Regions from separate parts of the Danio rerio genome. Here region 1 is linked to region 2. The links are chromatin contacts, called in public Hi-C maps. All regions are on one chromosome and are shown on one strand. The core of a region is the stretch at or near the end of the contact, and the rest is flanking DNA. Distances in the headings are between cores, read along the strand shown. Region 1 has its middle 7.8 kb from the start of slc15a2. Region 2 holds the start of inhbb (inhibin subunit beta B).

What was found. A called contact is a pair of places that touch in the nucleus more often than the background predicts.
Region 1: a contact with region 2 is called in a Hi-C map of an unstated tissue, with 5 times the contacts expected there. The contact joins the enhancer-like site here to the promoter of inhbb in region 2. A contact is called at or near these places in 7 of 18 Hi-C or Micro-C datasets (caudal fin, embryo, fibroblasts and 2 more) and 1 of 4 datasets of contacts at active chromatin or transcription factors (embryo).

The regions. Positions count from the first base shown.
Region 1 is chr9:39,019,681-39,026,754 of GRCz12tu, reverse strand. No RefSeq gene overlaps it. Among named protein-coding and RNA genes, the nearest start is that of slc15a2, 7.8 kb to the left of the region's middle. Within about 2 kb of position 3,359, at least 12 of the 62 cell types and tissues checked have an H3K27ac peak or open chromatin away from gene starts, as enhancers often do.
Region 2 is chr9:38,674,571-38,681,467 of GRCz12tu, reverse strand. It overlaps inhbb (inhibin subunit beta B), which reads right to left and starts at 4,263. Exons shown (of 2, transcript NM_131068.2): 1 at 3,410-4,263. The coding sequence starts at 3,809.

The sequences.
Region 1 (7,074 bases), core at 2,110-4,609, 350 kb before region 2:
ACTGAGTCAATCCCTGGTATAGAGCATCAGATATACTGGGAAAATGATAAAGCAGCATTCACATTCTTTTATTAAAAAAAAAAAAAAAAAAAAGCTGCATATCCACACAGGATGTGTGTCATAATCAATGGGTCATGACGTATCTGTGCGTGTCTGTCCAAAGCTTTAGTTCTTGTTTATTTTAGGTGTGTTGTGATGTCTAAATAGCAAGAGAAAATTAATCAGTCGTATAATAATAGTCAAAAGTTAAAGTCTATAAGAAATCAGAATATATTATCAATGGACACCTTAAATAAAAAAGCATTTAGAGATTCACTTTACTTTTTTTAATTGTTGAGGCTGTTTTAAGAGACAATATTCAAAATTTAACTTTCCATGTACAAAAATAAATTTTTCACAAGTTATTACCCTCCTGTAATGCCAGACCCACTGATACCAAATGTAGACTATATCCGGTCAAAATCTAATACAGTAATAGAGTAGGTCTATTGCTTAGACTCCTTAATCGTCATCCTTAAATGATCAGTGAGAATGAATACAAACACAATACAGTTGAACTTTGTATCTATTGTCTCATGTTTACCTGGTCTTGTGGAACTGGTGGCGACACAAAAGTGTTTTTCATGTGATTTATCAAATCAGAAATGCTGCTGTAATCTGGAAAAAAACAACAAGAATGATTCATCATTTTACAAAAGTTTCCCCCATCTCAGCTGTCAAAAGGTCTGGTTTGATTTCTGCTTTCTCACAGATCTCATTTCTTCAATTAGACATCTTTTTTCCTTTCTTTATAGTCATTTGTCTATTGAATGCATGGATGGATGTTGGGTGAGAATACAATCTGGCAACAGTGTTGAAGTGCTTATTAATGTAAAGAAAATCAATGCAGTGACATTACAATGCTGTAAAACAGGTTTTTTCTAGACCTCAAAAACAAAACCCAAGTTGGTGTCACAACTAGCTACACCATTACTACACTTCCAAAATTCACATTCAAAATAACATAATATTAAACATTACACAAGTCATATAAATGGAAATACAGTGCTCAGCATATATAAGTACACCCCTCACTCTATCTTTTAAATTCATATTTTTAATAGGAAGCTATACAATATTACATTTGTGCATATACATAAGATTAGTCAGTACTGAAGCCAAATCTGGAGCTTATCTAGCAAAATAACTTACGAAAACAGCCCAAAAACTAGCACACCCACATTTATATGTTATAGAAAAATATTAAATACAAATTTAAAAAAGAGGAAAAATCAAGAAAGCAAAAAATAAAAATAAAATAGTTAAAATTTTGTAGGGTGCAATATTTTTTTGCAAAATATTGCTTGAATTTAATTGTATTGTCTTTCAATTTCTAAAGATGTTCTCTGACTAAAACATCATTTTAATAAAATGTTTAATAAATCTGTTTTGTTGAAATGGACCAAAATCCATTTACTATATTTACTGAGAAATGGATACAAATAATCATTTTCAAAATGGGGTGTACTCAATTATGCTGAGCACTGTACATGACCCTTATAAAACATTCAAGCTGATTTAAAACAACTTACTCTGGTGATGTGTGATGTGCTCTTCATTGCCCTTATGCACAAATATGCAGATAAATCGGGTCTCCAAACCCAACAATGCATAACAGGTTCGCCTACCGAAACACACTTATACACTTTTATTTTACACAACAAGTTTGTAATGTATTATTGTTTATTTCCTCTTAATTTACACATCAGCTTGATGTCTCACAAGTATGTCTATTTAAGTGTTCTGTCTTGTGTGGGTGATAAAGGGGTGGAGGGTGGTTAGAATAGAATGTTTACATGTATACTGAAATGATTCTTTAAATTATTTATTAGAGAAAATAATAAAGAATATATATATTTTAAAAAAAAGTTTGTAATGTAAAAGTTAATTCTGGTCATGTCCAATGTCCCCTATGTAAAAATAGACATTGCTAAATATTTTTTAAATAATTAGTTCATATGCAAAAATCGTTAAAAGCGGTCTGAAATTTCCTTCAAAAACAAGCTTTTTTCTCAACCTCCTATGTTTATGTCAGTTATTTCACTTTACAGGCAATAAAAATAACAATTTTTATCGACATAAAAGTGAAATGACTAAACCTACACACAAGAGCCTGAGAAAAATGTTCATCTTAGAAGAATGTTTTATATGGCATTTAGAGTTTTTTTTTGCATCTGATCTCCTTAAATATTACATATTAAATATAATAATTAAAAAAAAAAAAAAAAAAAAAAAACATAAACATTTATCACAATAAAAGAAAGTGCACCAGGACAGCCTGACATAGAAACAGTTTCTTCCCTCAGGCAATCCATCTCATAAAGTAATCATGAAACAACATCACTACATATACACTTATTTAACAACATTTACATGCCAATTTGCACATTGCACAAGCTGCACATATATTGTTGTGTATAATAATATACCTATACACTTTTCAATTTGTATATTTGCATTCACTGCTTCTATTTTTAAAATATATTTATTGTCTGTTTTTGTCCTGTTTCTTTAATTCTGCTGCACTGCAGAAGCTCTGTCACGAAAACAAATCGTTTGTATGTGTGAACATACTTCGTGATAAAGCTCTATCTGATCCTGAAATGTAAATAAATTCAAGGAACTCAAGGAACCTGAATAACAACGACAACAAAAATATATATTGTGGCTTATGTAGTATATATTGTTTAGTAGTCTATATTTAGGCTAGTGTTTCTTTGTTATGTACAGCTCTAAGCTAAAGTATTCTTTTAGATTGTGGCCACCCATGGTATAGGCCTATTTGTAATATTCCACCACTAGAGGACAGCCTGGTATTTGTTTTTAATCTGTGCAAAATTAAATTTAGCAAAGTACTGAAACAACTGAATCGACAGACCTAGAAATAGCAGAATGTGTATCACATCAGTTTAATTCATTTGTTTTATTTAGTTAACCACAATTACAAACCAGTTCAACAAGAGTCGAATCTTTGTCTGCTCAGATCAGAACCACAATGAATCAATGACATAAAGCGGTTAATCTGCAAAAAATAAAAAGAAATAAATCACAAGCAGAGGAACCAGAAGTGCCTCAACTGTTACGCGTTAAGAAGAGGATAAAGCCTGTAGTGTCTCCTGATCATAAAGCATAAATGAGCGCTCTCTTCTCCACATGCTCTTCAATCTAACCTCTATAGACAAGAGCCGCTGCGCTATACAATGTGAGTATTGTGATTTGTTTTAATTCAGATTTTAACAAAAGACTTGAGTTCTCAGGGCCGGGCAGATTTATTGGGCTTGTTCTGGCCGTTTGCCTCATGTTCACTCTGATCGGCTATTACCGTGACCTGCCGGGTCACTAAAGACCTCCGAATGACCACACTGGCCCGCAGCCCATCTCATGCTGTTTATTTGTCCACGAAATTACTGTATTTAACAATAGAAGGAGCTGCCAGATTCAACAGGAATCTGCTTGAAATTGTTACTTGCTGGTGGTTTTATCTTTCTAACCTCATGTGAAACCCTTATTGTTTCAAAGAAAAGCGACCAGATTCAGTTGAAGTGTTACAAAGAGTTTTGTTAAAGAACTCTTTATTATCTGAGAGACATTTAAGACTTTCAGCTGGGGATTTCCCAATAACAGAAGATAGCATTTGAAAATAGTATGTCTAAAAGTCTCATATGTATTAGATATACATATAGGTATGTAGGCGAATTAATACCCTGGAATGACATCAAAACAAGATGTATGGGGGGTCAGCCTTTAAATATTGCTCTGAATAATAACTTAATATTATTAATTAACAATGTATATTATTATAAATATACATTTGATACCCCCTATAACAGTGTAAACCATGTGAATGTATTATGACACCAATCAATAGGAAAAATATCATTCAACGGTCTGAAGCTGGCAGGTATAGAGCACCAATAGAAATTTTAAGTTTTTAAAAATACTTTTGTAATATGTTTCCGGTAAAATAAGTGTTTATATCTGCATGTAGCCTATAACAAGAAACATTAGACACATAACTTGTATAGTTTGACCTACAGCAACCTCTAAAATAGTCACCAAATATCCCTTAAAACACTAAAAACATTTTATTAACCAATTAGATGTCATTTAAAAACATTTATAAATTTGATTCAATAAAGCAAGTATTACTAAACTACCAACACATTTTTTTTTTTACAAATGTATGGGCAGTCTAAACAAAACATCTGAGCAGTGTCTTTAGGTTTGGTAATGTAGTATAAGCAGAATAATTGACTGTGGTTTGTTAAATTATTAGAGAATATTTTGTTATGGCTATTTCACCACCTCAGTGTGCAGTATTTTTCAATTTATTTAGTATGGAGTTTAAAATATGCCAAAACAATGAGAAATTGAATATTGTTAACTTTAGTTACCCAATTAGATCACCCCTGACATACTTTCTGCTCCATCTGAAGTTCACAATATGAATGTCTGATTTAGAATTTTAGAATATTGAATTTGATGTTTTGAATTTCTTTATCTTGAAAACTTGAAACTGCATTTTTACAAACAAAAAAAGTAAGAGAATATATCTATAAAAATATAGAATATTTAAAATAAATAATTGACTTCTGCTGTCTTCATTAGTTTCTAAAACACAGATTTCATCACAATTTAAAATGACATATTTGGATATCTTTTCTGCTGGAGATACTGTTGTCCTGAAAAACTTAAAATAAAACATACATATAGCTTAGGAATGATATCGCAGAAATTTTTGGTGGTTTTAAAACCTTGACTTTTCCAAACCTTGGTACACCTTGAAATCGTCCCATGCCTACATGTCTATTATACATTTTTAATTTAATCTTTATCTTCTGTTTCCTTTCACTTAGAAGTTCTCAGTTTCTCTGGATTGATGATTCATACTTATTTGATTCAGTAGAACACATTTTTGCATTTACTCTACAAACTACTGATAAAACTTCACCCAAATTTGAAATTATTTAAAAATTCTAAAATAATAATTAGTCAAAATAGAAAATAGAAAAAAAAAAATTGATGCCATATTTTCAGACATTCAATTTATATATATATATATATATATATATATATATATATATATATATATATATATATATATATATATATATCTGTGTGTGTGTGTGTGTGTGTGTGTGTGTGTGTGTGTGTGTGTGTGTGTGTGTGTGTGTGTGTATATAATATATATAGTCACAAAAAAATAAATACCGCATTTTTATTAGAAATTTGGAAGAAATGTTTCACACCTTTATAGAATAAAAAAAATTACCATTTTACTTAAACGCAGATCTAAATCTAGCACATTTAGAGAAATGTATTATTTTTACAGTCGAAATTGTTGAGTATTTAAACAAACCCACTGAAATTCTTAGTAAAAAGCCAAGTAAAAGCCTTGTTTGAGGTCCTCAATACTGTAAACATATTCCAGCTAGTAATAACCTTTGTCAAAGATGTCCTTTTTGATTTTAATACCATAAAATATACATACGGCACCAGGGATAGAAGCTTTTTTCCCCTCTGATCTCTGCATTCCTCAGATTTTTAGACTTCTTTTGGATCACGTTTAAATAAAAAGCCTCATTTCTTCTGACCCCCTCCCTTGTTTTTCAAAGATCTTCTACTCTTTACTGGCTCTGCACAAGAGAGTCTTTTGCCCCCCAGAGATCCTGTTCAAACAGCACGCTTAAAAAAAAAAGAAGAAGAGAAAAGTCAATGGTTTCCAAGATTTCAGCGCACTAATGAACATACTTCCCCTTGTCAGCCTGTGGATTAAGTCCAGGGTGAACCGTGAGGAAAGAGTTGGCTGACGAACGATGGATATCAGATGGACTAGGTTAATAGCCATCTGGAACTTTATAAGTGCGATACGATGATCGGAAAATGAGATGATCTCATTCAATAACTCACACTGAACAATGACACACACACACAAATATTAACACTAAAACGTGACCTCTGTAAGGAGATCACTGCAGTCTGCAAACTCGCCGGTTTCATACACACATCAAATGCATAAAGCGGAAGTTGCTTTAGAAAAAATATGAGTATTCGCTTAAGTAATACTTTGGTCATTTGCAAGTTGAACAAAAACTTTTATTTTAAACATTGTCATACAAATTGACAAAGGATTAACTTTTCAGTTTAGCCAAAAAAAGAAATAAATATATAGATAAAAATAAATAAATAAAATTTTAATCTTTATAAGAATTATAAAGATAAGTAGTCTCAAACTCATTTCATGGAGGGCAACAGTTCTGCAGATTCTAGCTTCAACCACCTCCAACTCACATCTGCTTAATAGTCTAACAGTTTTGAACACCTATAGTTGGATCAGCGGTGTCTAATTAGGGTTGGAGCAAAACTATGCAGAGCTGCGGCCCTCCAGGAATCCAGTTTGAGACTTATAATATAGATTCAAAGTAGGGATGCACCAATAACATATTTTTGGAACCAATCCGATCCCAATACCAACATTTTGAGTATCGATCAATACAGATCCAGTCCTGATACTGTGCCTTTTTTAAGCATAATGCAGTTTCTATAGTTGTTGGGATAAACTCAAATAATATATAAATATATATATTAGTATATATAGTTTAGATGCAAAAACCTCTAAAATCCAATTGACATTTTCTTCTAAAATTAGCATTTTTGTCCAACTCTTGTGTGTTGGCTCACTAATTTTACATTTATAGTGATGGATAAGTTCTTTTCATTGCCTTTCAAGTGAAATAACTGAACATCAATTTAAGAGGCTGAGAAAAGTTCTTTTTTTTCAGAGGGCATTTAGAGGTTTTTGTATCTGAACTCTTCATATCTTCTTTACTATAAATAACAGATATAGGCCTACAGATGGCACAATCTAACTAAAAACATGATGCTTGTTGTAAACTAGGCTACATTATTTGAACATGACATTGATCTGTGTTGGTCCAGCTTATGTTTCCTTATTTTTAATATTAAGATTTTTCTTTGAAATCTGTAGTAGTCCACCACTATTGACCCTAATCAAAACACAAACTGGTCTGTTGT
Region 2 (6,897 bases), core at 3,014-5,513:
CAAGTATGTCCTATGATGATAGGGAACATGTTCGCTGAACTGACTACTCCTTCGCTTCACCTTATTACCTTACTTTTTTATGCCCCCAGGATACAAATACACTTGTACGGCCATGTGCTCAAGTGGTTCAAAACCTGTCTCAACAGCTCCTGCTTAACGCGAATTGTCAACAGGTTAAGGCTTTGTCCAGTCTTCACTCTCCTGTGCAAATAGAGAGACAAGATGCTGTTGTGGCAGCATAACAAAACCCCATCTCTCTGCTCCATCAGAATTACTTCACAACCAACAAGTTTAAAATCGCTCTATATCCAAAACAAAACAACAACACAAATCCACACCACGTCCTAGGTATATTTTAACTGTCAAACAAGAGCAAGGGCAAGCAAACGTTTGAGTTCGTTTTGTTTCTGTTTCACTGAAGATTGCACTCATGCTTTAAATGCTTAATGCGAACTGCTTGTCGAAGATCAATAAGATCAAGACCATGGCATGCTGCCTGATTAGATTTTGACCGTCTGCCAATCAGATAGCGCTACAGCTCTAATTTCCTTGCTGGGATCAAATGTCAAAAAACAAAGATTTTCTAAAGAGATCAGTTTGGCTCTTTGACCTTATGGACACTGTGCCATGCTGAATAACGTCTAATAATGAAGTCTTAATACCCCACGTTGAACTGGACCTGAAGAGTTCAGCGAGTCCGAATGGTTACGGTGACAAATGAGAAGCGAGCATCTAGCGCTCCGCTCCTGTGGCTACGGGACACCAAATACTTCTGAAATGGCCCATAGGACAGTGTCAATAGAGCCCTGAAACTGGCAGCCATCCTCTCCTGTACCTTGGCAGCCCTCTTCTTATTGCTCTCCTAAAGCGTGGAGCGAGATCGGAGCCACCTTCTGGCTTGCAGTCATACCACATAACAGCAGGGTAGAGCATGCAACACGTGAGGCAACCCAATTGCCTGCAGCTGCAGTGATTTTACCATTGCATACCTCACACATTCCTCTTTTTGTACCTCTGAGCAGAATGGATCTAAGGTTGTCCTAATGCTATGCCCTGGCTGGCAGCCTTCACTTAAGGGGTTAGCGCCAGCTGGCCTTGAGGCAGATGGGGGTTCCGAGAGCCAGTTTCAAGATGCATTGCTGCTCGGTGGTTCAAAGGTGTCGTGAATAATAGGGGACACTGCAAAGAGGCCTGAGAGCTTTGATATTTGAAATGCATTTTCAGAGTAGGATATAAGAAGGCCATCCCCCCCACCCCTGCCTCTGTCACCCACAACGACTCAAATGTCTCATGCATTATTCTGAGTGATTTCTTTTGTTTTCTTTTGTTGTTTTTGTTCACAATGTTGACATATTGGGTTTAGCAAGAACGCACAGTACTCTCTCAATAATTGCCTTCTTTTGTTGCGCTGTCATGAGTGTGTTCAGATCCTTCTTATTGGAGCAAGAAGTTCGGATAATGTCCAAGCTAATTGTGCTGCACGGTGTGTGCGACAGGAAGATAAAGAAGCCAGTTTTACAAGCTTAAATGAGTGGTGTCAAACTGAGATATTGGAATGGTTATGATAAATGATTATAGTCTACATAAATTCTACTGTTATTCTTCTATTGATGTTAGTTTGCACATGCAAATTTTGTATTTGATCTAATAATGACATAAATTACATATATAATAAAGGTTAACTTTTTGACACTTAGCAGCAGAATGTAGCATACAAATTAGACCAAACCACAAATCTACAGCTGATAAACTGGCTCATAGAAAGAAATCCAATGCTTCATCACCTTGCCCTGGAACTAATGGGTAGTTGTGCTAGTTACAGGGTTTCCACCCTTGTTGACTAATGAATTTCCATGACTTGTTCAGGCATTCAGGGTTACTGCATAAGTATTTTTAAAATACTTACTACTTCAGTAAGAATGTATTGTAATAAATGTATGCTTCCTAAATAAAAGGTGTCTATTTTTATTACTTTTAACAAAAGTTTTTATGGCTATATTGTCTGTTAATAAGGCAAAAAGGCGTGAAACTGTTCTTGCCCTCTTATTAACAAATTATCTGTAATACTTTGATTGCCATGTTTTTGATGTTCTCTTGGCGTTCCCGTTCCTGGTCTAGTATTTTAATTGCCTCAACACCCACCTATCGCAGGTCATAATTTGACAGACTACTCATTATTTTCTGTCAGCATATCTATCTAATTGTATGTTTTGAGAGGGTCATGTATTCTAATTGCTCCGGTTACATCATAGAAGTTTTAGAAGATGAAGGATGCATGTCTCATTAACCCTCCAAAACTCACTGTAAAAAATCACAACACTTGTGTTGTAAAGCACTCCACTGTAATGTCATTTTAATTTGTTTACAGTAAGATTCTATACTGTAACGTCATGTAGCATAGCAACAACTTTTCCGTGGAAAAAGTGTACTTTTTTGGACTATTCCAAGCCAAGCTAAGTCAGCTGCCTTTGAGGTAGAATTGAAATGCATCATAATTAATATATCATAAAATATCATAGTTAATTGCTCTTTATGAGGGATAGATATACAGAGACCAACTGAATACTCTGTTTCTCTGGATTCACAAGATTTATTAGATCTGAGATCTGTATAAGATCTATGAACTTTTCCAAATTTCAAATAAAAATGTTGTCTTTTTAGAGCCTTATTTTCTGAAAATGATAATTGGTCAAAAAATTGTTTTGATTTAATAATATCTAATATCTAATAAAAATTAGCCCATTTGTGTGGTTTTGCTTTGAAGTGAATATACATGTCTGAATAATGCAATTGTGGCGTCCTTTTTGCTATTTTGAGCAACAAAAAAGTCTTTAAATGCTTATAATAGATTTGGAAGAAATTCTTCAGTCGTTTTCAGAATAAAACCAAAATGGCATTTTACTCAAACACAAAACAATATATTGTAAATACAGATAAATCAGTGAGTTATAATTACTTTTAGATGGTACCTCATACAAAGTCTATCACGTGTATATAGGTCCCATCTCTGTTAGGATGCTGTGTATGAAGGCATAGACGGGTTTTTGGAACAGACCCATGAGATGTCATGGCTTACTAAAGACCCACAACCAGGTCGCCATTTACTGACACCATTACTAATACTTTAAGGACAGATCATTTGACCTGTACTTTTAAATTGTATTATTTGCAAATGTGATAAATCCCGAAAACTTTAGTGGTTATTAGCCTCCACCCCTTAAAATATCCGCATGAATTCAAGATATTTAAATAATTAGATATGTTATAGATAAACGTTATATTATATAATTTGCAAGTGAATTAAACATTACAGATTGTCCCAAAATACGAGATGTGCTAAAATGTACGTTAATTATTATGTAACTAAAAAGGTATACACTCTGTCATGTAATAAGCTTTTCATACACACCTGATTCGGCAAAACTGATGATTTCCGACGTTTCTTCTTGCACCTCGTTGTGGGCAGCGTGTCCATCTAAGTTGGGGATCTCAACCCTGCCGTCCTCCCTAACTTTACCCGCGTGAAGTTTGCGCAGCGCCGTTACCATGGCGGCTTTGGGAATGGGATGAGTGATATTTGGTCTCTCTCTCATCTGCAGTCGGTTCAATATGTGCCTTTTAACCGCTTCCAGAAAGTCTGTGTCCATTCTCCCCGAATCTTCCTGATGCCCGAGTCCACAAGACACACACTGAGACTCCTGGGAGCCGGTCTCCGCTCCCAGACTACTACACTGAACCGAGAGCAGGCAAGCCATCAAACAGGTTACAGAGAGGATGGAAACGCTCATTTTCATAAATATCGTGTCCATACAACAAACAAATCAGTTCATGAACTCCTACAGTTAAAATAAACTATAAACAGGACTGAGTTGTACTTCCAGCAACCTCCTTTGACAGATGTCCGTTCATTATTAGGCTCGCGGTCATTTTTGTGAGACGTTCATAGAAAGAGTTCATAGTATCGTCCGGTAAACGCATTGATAATAGCGAAATCTTGTCGCGAAAATGTCAGTCCTCGAGTTAAAAAGCGCGAAAATGTCTCCTCATCATCAAGGTACAGGACTAACTGATGTGTGAAGAGTCAAAACAAACCGATTGCTATTCCTTTAAAATTCAGTGTGGTCAAAAACAAAATCTTGCTTGAAGAGAACGATTCACCGTTTGTCTGTCCACCGAATTCGAGTTGTTTCGTGCTCCTCTTCTTTTAGTAATGTAGTGTTGCGAGTTCTTGCGCGTTTCTTCAGCCTCAGGAGGGATGTTGTCCTTTGGTCTTTTCTCTCGTGTAATAATCACGACAATACAGCACCGCGCTGAAACTTTTTATACTTCAAACCACGTGGGACGCTCGACCAACTGGACGCCAGATATTATGAGCTCGAGCAGGTTAAAGAGCGCTCATGACCGCTGGATATCTCTGCGTGTGACACGTAACAGCATCGCACATCAACTTTTTTTTTCACTTGGAAAAGTAACGTTACAAGACTTTAGTGTTTGGCGTATAATGAGACAGAAATCCGCTTCTTTCGCACAACAGAACAATGCATTGAAGCACAATCTGTGTATCACTAGACTGACCTTTTAAGTCATTTTATGATGTGGTTATTACTATATGTTGTCATTATTTTAAGTTATAGTAATAAAAACGTATCGTTTGATGAAGATTATATTGTCACCCACATAGGAGTTACTGAAATATGTTTTCTAAATAATGCATAGCCTACGCGTTTTAAACTGCTGAAACATGTTTTAATACATTTTCTCAAGTGTGCATTTATTTTGTTTATCAATACAGCCGTTTATTTCTGTTTAATAGGGTTATGTATTGCTGATAGGAGAACTATAATGGTCATTTTTCTGTCGGTAATATAGCGCCATCTATTGTTTCATCGCTTTAACACAGTAAATAGAAAAGTTTTCTATACTGTACAAATAACTGCATATAAATATATTTACAGTTTGAATGCAAAAACCTTCTAAAATAAGCATTTTTCTCCGACTCCTGTGTGTAGGCTCAGTAATTGTACATAGTGCCAAATAAGTTTTCTTCATTACCTTAAAAGTGAAATAACTGACATAAAACATTAACTAAAATAAAAGAAAAAATTTTAGATGGCATTTAGAGGTTTTTACATTTGATTTCTTCATATACAGTTGAAGTCAGAATTATTAGCCCCCTGTATTATTAGCGCCCCTGTTTATTTTTTTCCTCAATTTCTGTTTAATGGAGGGAAGATTGTTTCAGCACATTCCTAAGCATAATAGTTTTAAAAACTTATTTCTAATAACAGATGTATTTTGTCTTTGTCATGATGACAGTAAATAATATTTTACTTGAAATTTTTCAAGACACTTCTATACAGCTTAAAGTGACATTTAAAAGCTTAACTAGGGTAATAAGGTGCACTAGGCAGGTTAGGGTAATTAGTCAAATTATTGTATGATGATGGTTTGTTCTGTAGACTATCCAAAAAAGAATTAGCTTAAAGGGGCTAATAATTTTGTCCCAAAAATGTTTTAAAAAAATTAATAACTACTTTTATTCTAGCCGAAATAAAACAAATAAGACTTTCTTCAGAAGAAAAAAATATTATCAGACATACTGTAAAAATGTCATTGCTCTGTTAAACATCATTTGGGAAATATTTAAAAAAGAAAATAAAAATCAAAAGGGGGCTAATAATTCTGACTTCAACTGTATATACAGTGTGTGTGTCTTTGTGTGTGTGTGTATATATAGACCATTTTGAGGGATGTAAAGAAAAACAATGGTCTCTATATATTTCCTGTTTTACATTTTTAATTTAATTGATATCCTCCACGAGAAAAAAAAGAGTCACATATCAATAAATAATGTTATGATAGCTGTTTTAACTTTAAATTATGGTTCCCTCTTGTTACAATTATATAGTTTAATAAAAAGCAGGAAATGCTTATGGGCCATCATTTTAAACTGTAGCCTATCAATTTTAATGTGATTTTGTATTCATTTTGAGTTTTTTTTTCTTATGTATTTTTATGGATTTTGAGTAGTTTATTTTTAAAATCTTTATACAAAATAATTATATATTTAAAAAAATATAAGTGGTATTTAAAAAAGTGTTATTTTATAATAACATAATTTATTTTTCATATAGAGCTTTTAAAAGTAGCATCTCAAGGAACTTTACAGACATAAAATGTGCAGCAGTAAAAGACACAAGGATGAATGCAAAAAAGTAATAATAAAAAATAAGTAAAAACACAAAAAAATAATAGTCATAGATTTTGTAATTATTAGAATGCTAAAATGTGTAAAATTGTGTTTAGGTATATTATCATGCTTACACTTTTTTATTTGAATCTTACCATATTATTTTATTAAATAATGTATTGTTTATAATAAATGCTTGAAATTTATTTGAAATGTGGGGCGTCATGGTAGAGCAGTGGATAGCACGATTTCCTCACAGCAAGAAGGTCTCTGGTCAGTTAGAGCCTCAGCTGGGTCAGTTGGCATTCCTGTGTAGAGTTTGCATGTTCTCCCTGTGTTCGTGTGGGTTTCCTCCGGGTGCTCCGGTTTCCCCCACAGTCCAAAGACATGCGCAAAGGTGAATTGAATAAGCTAAATTGGTCGTAGTGTATGAGTGTGAATGCAAGAGTGCATAGGTGTTTCCCAGTGTTGGGTTGCGGCTAGAAGGGCATCCGCTACGTAAAACATAAAACATGTGCTGGATAAGTTGGTGGTTCATTCCGCGGCACCAACCCCAGATTAATAAAGGGACTAAGTCGAAAAGGAAATGAATGAATAAATATTTGAAATGTGTGTGTGTGTGTGTGCCACATTTTCTATTAAATTATGAGGTTTAAATACTGCGTTTATCGTGACATTTTTAACACATTTTTTTTTTTGCTACATTA